Linked DNA regions of Triticum aestivum: region 1 is linked to region 2. The links are chromatin contacts, called in public Hi-C maps. All regions are on one chromosome and are shown on one strand. The core of a region is the stretch at or near the end of the contact, and the rest is flanking DNA. Distances in the headings are between cores, read along the strand shown.

Region 1 (3,486 bases), core at 188-2,687, 360 kb after region 2:
AGGTGGTACTATACTAGTATGATCAAGGCCACCAAGCCAGATGTTCGGCACGAAAAACAGAGTTCGTCTTGAAGCGTTGTCGGTTGCAAACTGAGCGATCCTAATCAACAAGCTGTGATTTGTGCAAGATCCTGAAGCCATCAACTTATAAATAGTCATTGTCACGAGCTTTACACATTGTTAGGCATACTAATTAACAACAATCTTAAACAACGGTCACTGTCACGAGCTTTGCAAATTGTTAGGATTAACCACTTTCTGAGGATCGAAACGGATGGCATAGTTTATTCCACGATAACCCGTACCAGGTCAAATATCCGGCTCTAATTCATTTTGTGCTTGGAAATGGGACTATATGAACAACTAAGTTGGAACGTCAGCATCATATTTTGTTGCGGAGGGTTGGTAAAGAAAAAATATTGCCGCAAAATCAAAATTAAGGGCAAGGAGATAACCAAACAGTGCGTCCGAAGAATTAAGTAAGCATTCATTTTATAATCATGAGCAATCCCCTTGGAGTGGAAAGCCAAAAAAAAGAAAGGTTACTTGTAGAAAGGAAAAGGGGGAGCCTTGCCACGCAATTCTTCCATCCCGTCCCGTGCCGCAACGCAACGGAGGGAGGCGGAGAAAGAGATCTGTTTCAACAGGACGTGCCTTTGCCACCACACTCACTCACCGGGTAGGTTGCTCAAGTTGAATTGGAAAAGGGTCGGCCAATCCGGAGGAAAACCTTGCGAGCAAGCCACAAGGTACAGTTGCAGGAGTGTCACAGTTGTTTTGGTTAGTGTTCTTGCGGTTGTGCATCAAATCAAATGAAATCAAGCGCGCATGTACAGAGAAAAACGCATGCCTTCTGAGGAGGAAAACAGTTAAGAATCCTTGGCTACGTCACTGAATGTTGTGGTACGAACTAAAGGCAGTGCTATTGCGTGAGCCGTCAGGGTGGAGACGACCGGCATCTGGTTCGAGACTGTTGGCAAGTGGTTGGCCCTGGCACTAGCAGCACAGTTTAGGGTGGACAGGTCAGCTCAGAGGGGGTGCTATTGCGATTGCTGATTGAGGCCTTATGCTATACTGGTATAGTATTTTACTGCCTGTCTCTGGTTGTGAAGCTGATGAAGGAAAGGGCATCTCGGGTTGCAAAACAGAGCAATGTTCCATTGCCCGATTTGCTTGGAAGAAGGGAATGCAGATTAATATGAGAATCCCATCAAAAGCAGCGGCGTTTACGGACCAAGAGATCCGAAATTGCAAATTAAAGATTACAATTCGAGCAAGAAACTTTCCCGACAGATCGCTGCAAACAAACAAACAAAAAACGCAGGCAAGGAAAGGAAGGAGTGAGGCCTTCCAGTGCAATATTCCATTCCCCACGAGGCCATGGGCTGCTTGCTTGCTGTGCTGAGCTAGGCAAAAGCGCTCCCGACGACAAGTGTCCCCTTCCTCCCTCCCATGATTAAGCAGCACCAGCAAAACCCTGAGGTCCAGCGCAGCATATACCCCCCCATTGTACTACCGCCAGCGCCAGCCTCCTACCGCCAAGATAAATGGAGAAAGAAAAAAAAAACATAGAATAGGAAGGCACGCCAAAACCCCACCAATGTGTTGCCCGCGTCGGGCCAGTCCCGTCCGGCCAAATGGCGAATCTCCTCTCCTCGCGACGGCCGCCTCCAGGTCGGACGCTGGCTTTGCTTTGGACAGCCCACAATTACCCACCTCGCTCGTCCAAAGCATCCAACCTCCTGCTCCTCCTCCTCCTCCTCCTCCTCCTCCTTGTAGTTGCAGACTTGCAGTGGCCCGCCCAGCTAGCCAGGACCAGGACTACTCCAGTATATAAACATCCCACCACAACCCATCACACCAAAGCGCAAGGTGTGGTGGTGCTACTGCTCGCCCGCATCCCAAATTCCAATTGCGTCCACTCGGAGTCGGAAACAACAACCGGACAGACCACACGCCACCGCCAAGCCATTCTTGCGGCGCTGCAAGAATGGGCGTCGGGGAGTGGACGCGCGGGCCGGCGATCGGCAGGGGCTCCTCTGCCACGGTGTCGATCGCCGTCGACCGCCGGACGGGCGGCGTGATCGCGGTCAAGTCCGTGGGCGCCGACCGGGCCGCCGAGCTCCGGCGCGAGCAGGGCATCCTCCGCGGCCTCACCTCGCCGTACGTCGTGCGCTGCCTGGAGGCCGAGGTCTCCGCGTCCGTGGACGGCGGCCTTGACATGCTCATGGAGTACGCGCCCGGCGGGTCGTTGGCCGACGAGATCAGGCGGTGCGGTGGCCGGTGCGCCGAGGCCCTCGTCCGGTCGCGCGCGCGGGACATCCTGCTCGGGCTGGCCCACGTGCACGCCGCCGGCGTCGCGCACTGCGACGTCAAGGGCCGCAACGTGCTCATCGGCTCCGACGGCCGCGCCCTGATCGCCGACTTCGGCTGCGCGCGCCGGACGGGCATTGCCGGCGAGGAGCGGCAGCGGCCGACGGGCGGCACGCCGATGTTCATGGCGCCCGAGGCCGCGCGGGGCGAGGAGCAGGGCCCGGCCGCGGACATATGGGCGGTCGGATGCACCGTCATCGAGATGGCCACCGGCGCCGCCCCCTGGCAGCGGTTCGCTAGCCCCGTCGCGACGCTGCACCACGTGGCGTTCTCGGGCGAGGCGCCGGAGTTCCCCGCGTGCCTGTCGGACCAGGGCAAGGACTTCCTGGCGAGGTGTCTGCAGCAGGACCCCAGGGAGCGGTGGACGGCAGAGCAGCTGCTGGAGCACGAATTCGTGGCCGCCGGCGGCACCGCCTCGTCGTCCAATTCCGTGCCAGGAGTCAGCGAGAAGGCCACGTTCGTTTCCCCGAAGAGCGTCCTCGACCAGGCCCTGTGGGACGACGACGACACGACGGCGGACACCACCGATCCTACGGACAGGGTGCGCGCGCTGGCCGCGGGCGCTCCGGCCGTGCCTGACTGGACCTGGGACGCGAGCTGGATCACGGTCCATGCCGGCCCCAGCGGCGGCGCCGATGAAGAGCCCGCAATGCCGTCAGAGCCGGAGGCGAGCACGGACACCGACAGCGACGATTCACCCGTGGGCGACGGCGGCTCCGCCGGGCGTGCGGCCGCGGCGGAGGTGGGGGCATCGAGCAGCCACCAGGCCTCGCATGCCAATAGCGATCGTTACGATGGCACGGGCAGCTGTAATGTCGAGCGCAGTGATGATGGTAATCACGTGGTTAGCGACGATTGTAGTACCGTTCCAATCACAAGCAATGGATTCTTTTCCGATACTACGTCCTGTTTTGCTTGTCCCAGTCGCAGCCAAGCTGGCCGGACCGGCCCGTTTACAGTACTACTGTACCACATTTCTTCCCCCCGCTGTTGTTCTTCCTGTCATTTGTTTCTCGCCTCGCCATTATTAGCAGGAGTGAGTGGTACTCGAAGTCCAACTTAACACAGCTAGCGCGAATGCCAGCCCGGGTGATCACCACTTGGCATGGCACA
Region 2 (3,477 bases), core at 755-3,254:
TCGTGAATGAGTCAAACTGATCTCAAAATAGGCTATGCGGACGCCTTGATTATCCACACACACGTTGATTATCCACACTTCTCCTACTCAGTTAGAATTCAGATCATTGCAAAAATTATACATCAGAGACTATATTTATTGTCTAGGTTCACCACATCAATTACATCCCCGGGGGCTACAACCCCAGGGTATGACTATGGTTGCTCCTCCAATGTACCAAATAAACATAGTACAGATCGATGACAAGTCCGCCGTGATCATGACACATATCAACCGCCGCACTATCGTCGGTCCGGCACCCTTGCCAGGGGTGTCGGGACTCGTCCCTTCATGATCTCATGTCCATCCTACCAGTTTCATCTAGTTTATTTGGCTACACCACAGCGCCTTTATATGATATACCCAAGTTACATGTGTTTAGACCCAACCCCCCGCATATTCCAAGTCTAACTGTAGCCCCGAACACATAATCGACACTAATTTCAACACTCCACCTTGGCAAATATGCCCTCCGTCATCATTAAGTCATTGTCCTCGCTCGAACATCTGTGTATGATTAGACTTGGGTCTGATTAATAACATCGCCTCGATGGCTCCTCCTCAGCTTCACCTTCAATGATGTTTGCGCATACCTTGTACAGACCGTTCTTGGTCCTCTTGCCCCATCATCACAAGCTTCTTGTTCTTATTGATCTTCATGGTCTTCTTGTCCCTCTCCACCTTGCTGACATGCCCATCACCATGAAGCTCGCCAAGCGAATTTGGATTTACCCGAACCTTTTGCACATGCCTAACATCCTTGAGCACGTGTCTTGAATCTTTTCATTCGGGGGATTGATGATCCTCGACACCTTTTACATAAGGGACTAAGACATGAGTATTCACTTAACGTATTAGTACACATAATTGTGTGTCATCAATACCAAAACAACACCATGGACCTGGATCCACTTCCAAAACAGATTTAGCTTGGAAATGTAATCAATTCTATACGTGGCATATACGAATATAAGAACTACCAATCTATAACAACAATGCCATACTAAAACCAATCTACAACTGATGTTTTGGTCAATGTCAAAAGGTTTGAAGGGATAGGAGCTGGCAACTCTACCCTATCAGCCCCGACCTCTATAGAAGGTTTTGAATGAGCTTTTTGCCATGAACAAAAGGAGATGTTCTGTTCAATGTCCAACCGGAACGAATATACAACTGATGTTTTGGTCAAAAGGTCACAACGTTTGAAAGAGTTGGCTACTCTACCCTATCAGTCCGTAGCCATTATCGTTGCCCAACCCAAGGAGGCTTCGACGTCACTTCATGTTGTTAGCTTCTTTTGAATGTTATACATATTGACCTTACACAAACAGTGTTGAGAAGACTTGGCTACTCTACCCTACCAGCCTATAGCCATTATCGTTGCCCAACACAAGGATGCTTCGACGTCACTTCATATTGTTAGTTTCTTTGGAATGTTATATGGACATTGTTTCGTTTGTCTGGTTGGGCAAACTTTTTGACTTTTGGTCGTGTACATGTCAATGCAAAGGCTAGGAGAGACTCTTTTGTGCTCGGTTGCAACCATCTTAATCCTGCAAGAAAATAAGATATTCCGTAATCATAGAAAAATGTAGAATGAACCACGCAAACTAATAGCACCATGGAAATTACAGGAGTAAAACCGAGATGTGGATGAGATGAAGGAAAGGAAACGAAATTCTGCGGGATCGAGAAACAATTAATACTTGTGGGTGCCAAATAAAATCTCACTACAATTTTAGTTTTTGTGGGATGCCAAAAATGTGAAAGCACACATGGATGGACCATGGGCAGGATGATGTCACAGACTAATAATGGCAAAAGATGGAGCAAACGGTCCAAGCAGCCGCGTAGGTGCCAAAACCCTTCCAACACGGCGTCCGTGACCATCCCGAAGGACACTCCTCTTCCCTTTTTCTTTTCTAGCGAGAAACCTTTGCGCGTCCGGTGTTCCAAATTCCAAAACCCACCCCCGAGGCGAGGAAAGGCACCGCACCCTCCTCGCGATACAAATTACAAAGCGCAGAGAAAGCGAGGAGCGCCCCCCGTATCCCACCACCCCGACCCGAACCCCTGGGCTGAGCGCCGCAACCGCCCGCCCGGCCGCGATGATCCAGCTCCTCTTCACCGTGCTGGCCGCGGAGGCGGGCATGGCGGTCGTCCTGCTCTTCAAGACGCCGCTGAGGAAGCTGGCGATGCTCGCGCTCGACCGCCTCAAGCGCGGCCGGGCCCCCGTCATGGTGCGCACCGTCGCCGCCACCGTCCTCGTCGTCCTCGCCTCCAGCCTCCACAGCATGGCCAAGATCCACGGCCACGCCGGCGCCGGCGAGCTCGACGCCCCCGGCGCGCTCAGCCCCACCGACCAGGTCCTCCTCGCCCGCCACCTCCTCGAGGCATCCCTCATGGGTACGTGTGCCTGCCTACGGGACCCGACCGCCCGTCCCCTCTTCTTATCTGTTCGGTCGATCGTCTACACGTCCTTGGTTTGTTGAATTTAGATGAGAGCATGACTTGATTTCGCTCTAGCGCATCACGGCGTTCTGTTGATTTTAGTCTGACGGATGAGTTGTTCAATCATGCTATGGAGAGATTAATAAGTAATTTATTAGCTGCATTTGGCTAACATTTTGGAGTAATCTACAATTTAATGATATAGTATGGAGTAAAAGATTTTCCCCATTGTACCTTACTTTATGCTCAGTATCTGTAGTTTAATGTTATAGAGTAAAAGATTTCCCCATTGTATCTTACTTAATGGCCGAACCTGTAATATATTTTTCTGATTACTGTTCAATTGAGTTATAGATATAGTGTCTGCAGTAAAATTGTTTATCGCATAATTAGAAGTAGGGATGTAGGGTGTCTTTTACCGAGATGGGGTAACCTTTTGGGGTTCGCCATTTGCCCCCCTTTCAAGTTAACTGTCTTATTTCCATGCTATAATTTATGTCATATTTACAAAATTATTTTGTTCCACTTCTCAAACTATTTCGCTCTGACTTGTTAAGATGTACTGGGAACTTTGTATTGGCCTAAGTATTCAAGAAAGTTAGGCAAATTATCAGCTGTGATGATATTTCTTATCATACCCTTGTTTAATAAGCCATTGATTGTTCAGTTTAGGAATTAGATCATACATAGAACAAAGCTTATGCTGCTCAGGCTGTTTATGCTATATGCATACAATTTGCTGTTTGTGCTATATGCATACTATTTTATGGGTATATTTAGGATCGCTCTCATACAACCTGTGATTTTTATGTAGTGTTCAGTTTGGCCTGAAATCTTTTGTGATTACCCTGATAGCAAATGCAAACACAAATCACGGCATTTATGCATGTCTATTATACCTGTTACCTGATGCATTGACATTTCTGCTATTTTGGTTTTTTGGGTGCTCTGCCTTTTCCATATATTAAATCCTTGGAAAAAATTCAC

What was found. A called contact is a pair of places that touch in the nucleus more often than the background predicts.
Region 1: a Hi-C map of leaf shows a contact between it and region 2, with 4 times the contacts expected there. The contact joins the promoter of LOC123159458 here to the promoter of LOC123160536 in region 2. A contact is called at or near these places in 3 of 5 Hi-C or Micro-C datasets (all in leaf).

What each region holds. Positions count from the first base shown.
Region 1 is chr7B:462,929,707-462,933,192 of IWGSC CS RefSeq v2.1, forward strand. LOC123159458 (mitogen-activated protein kinase kinase kinase 18-like) reads left to right here and starts at 1,438. Exons shown (of 1, transcript XM_044577298.1): 1 at 1,438-3,486. The coding sequence starts at 1,991. The coding sequence ends at 3,436.
Region 2 is chr7B:462,571,497-462,574,973 of IWGSC CS RefSeq v2.1, forward strand. LOC123160536 (B-cell receptor-associated protein 31) reads left to right here and starts at 2,005. Exons shown (of 3, transcript XM_044578344.1): 1 at 2,005-2,445. The coding sequence starts at 2,148. LOC123157533 reads left to right here. Exons shown (of 5, transcript XM_044575823.1): 5 at 1-10.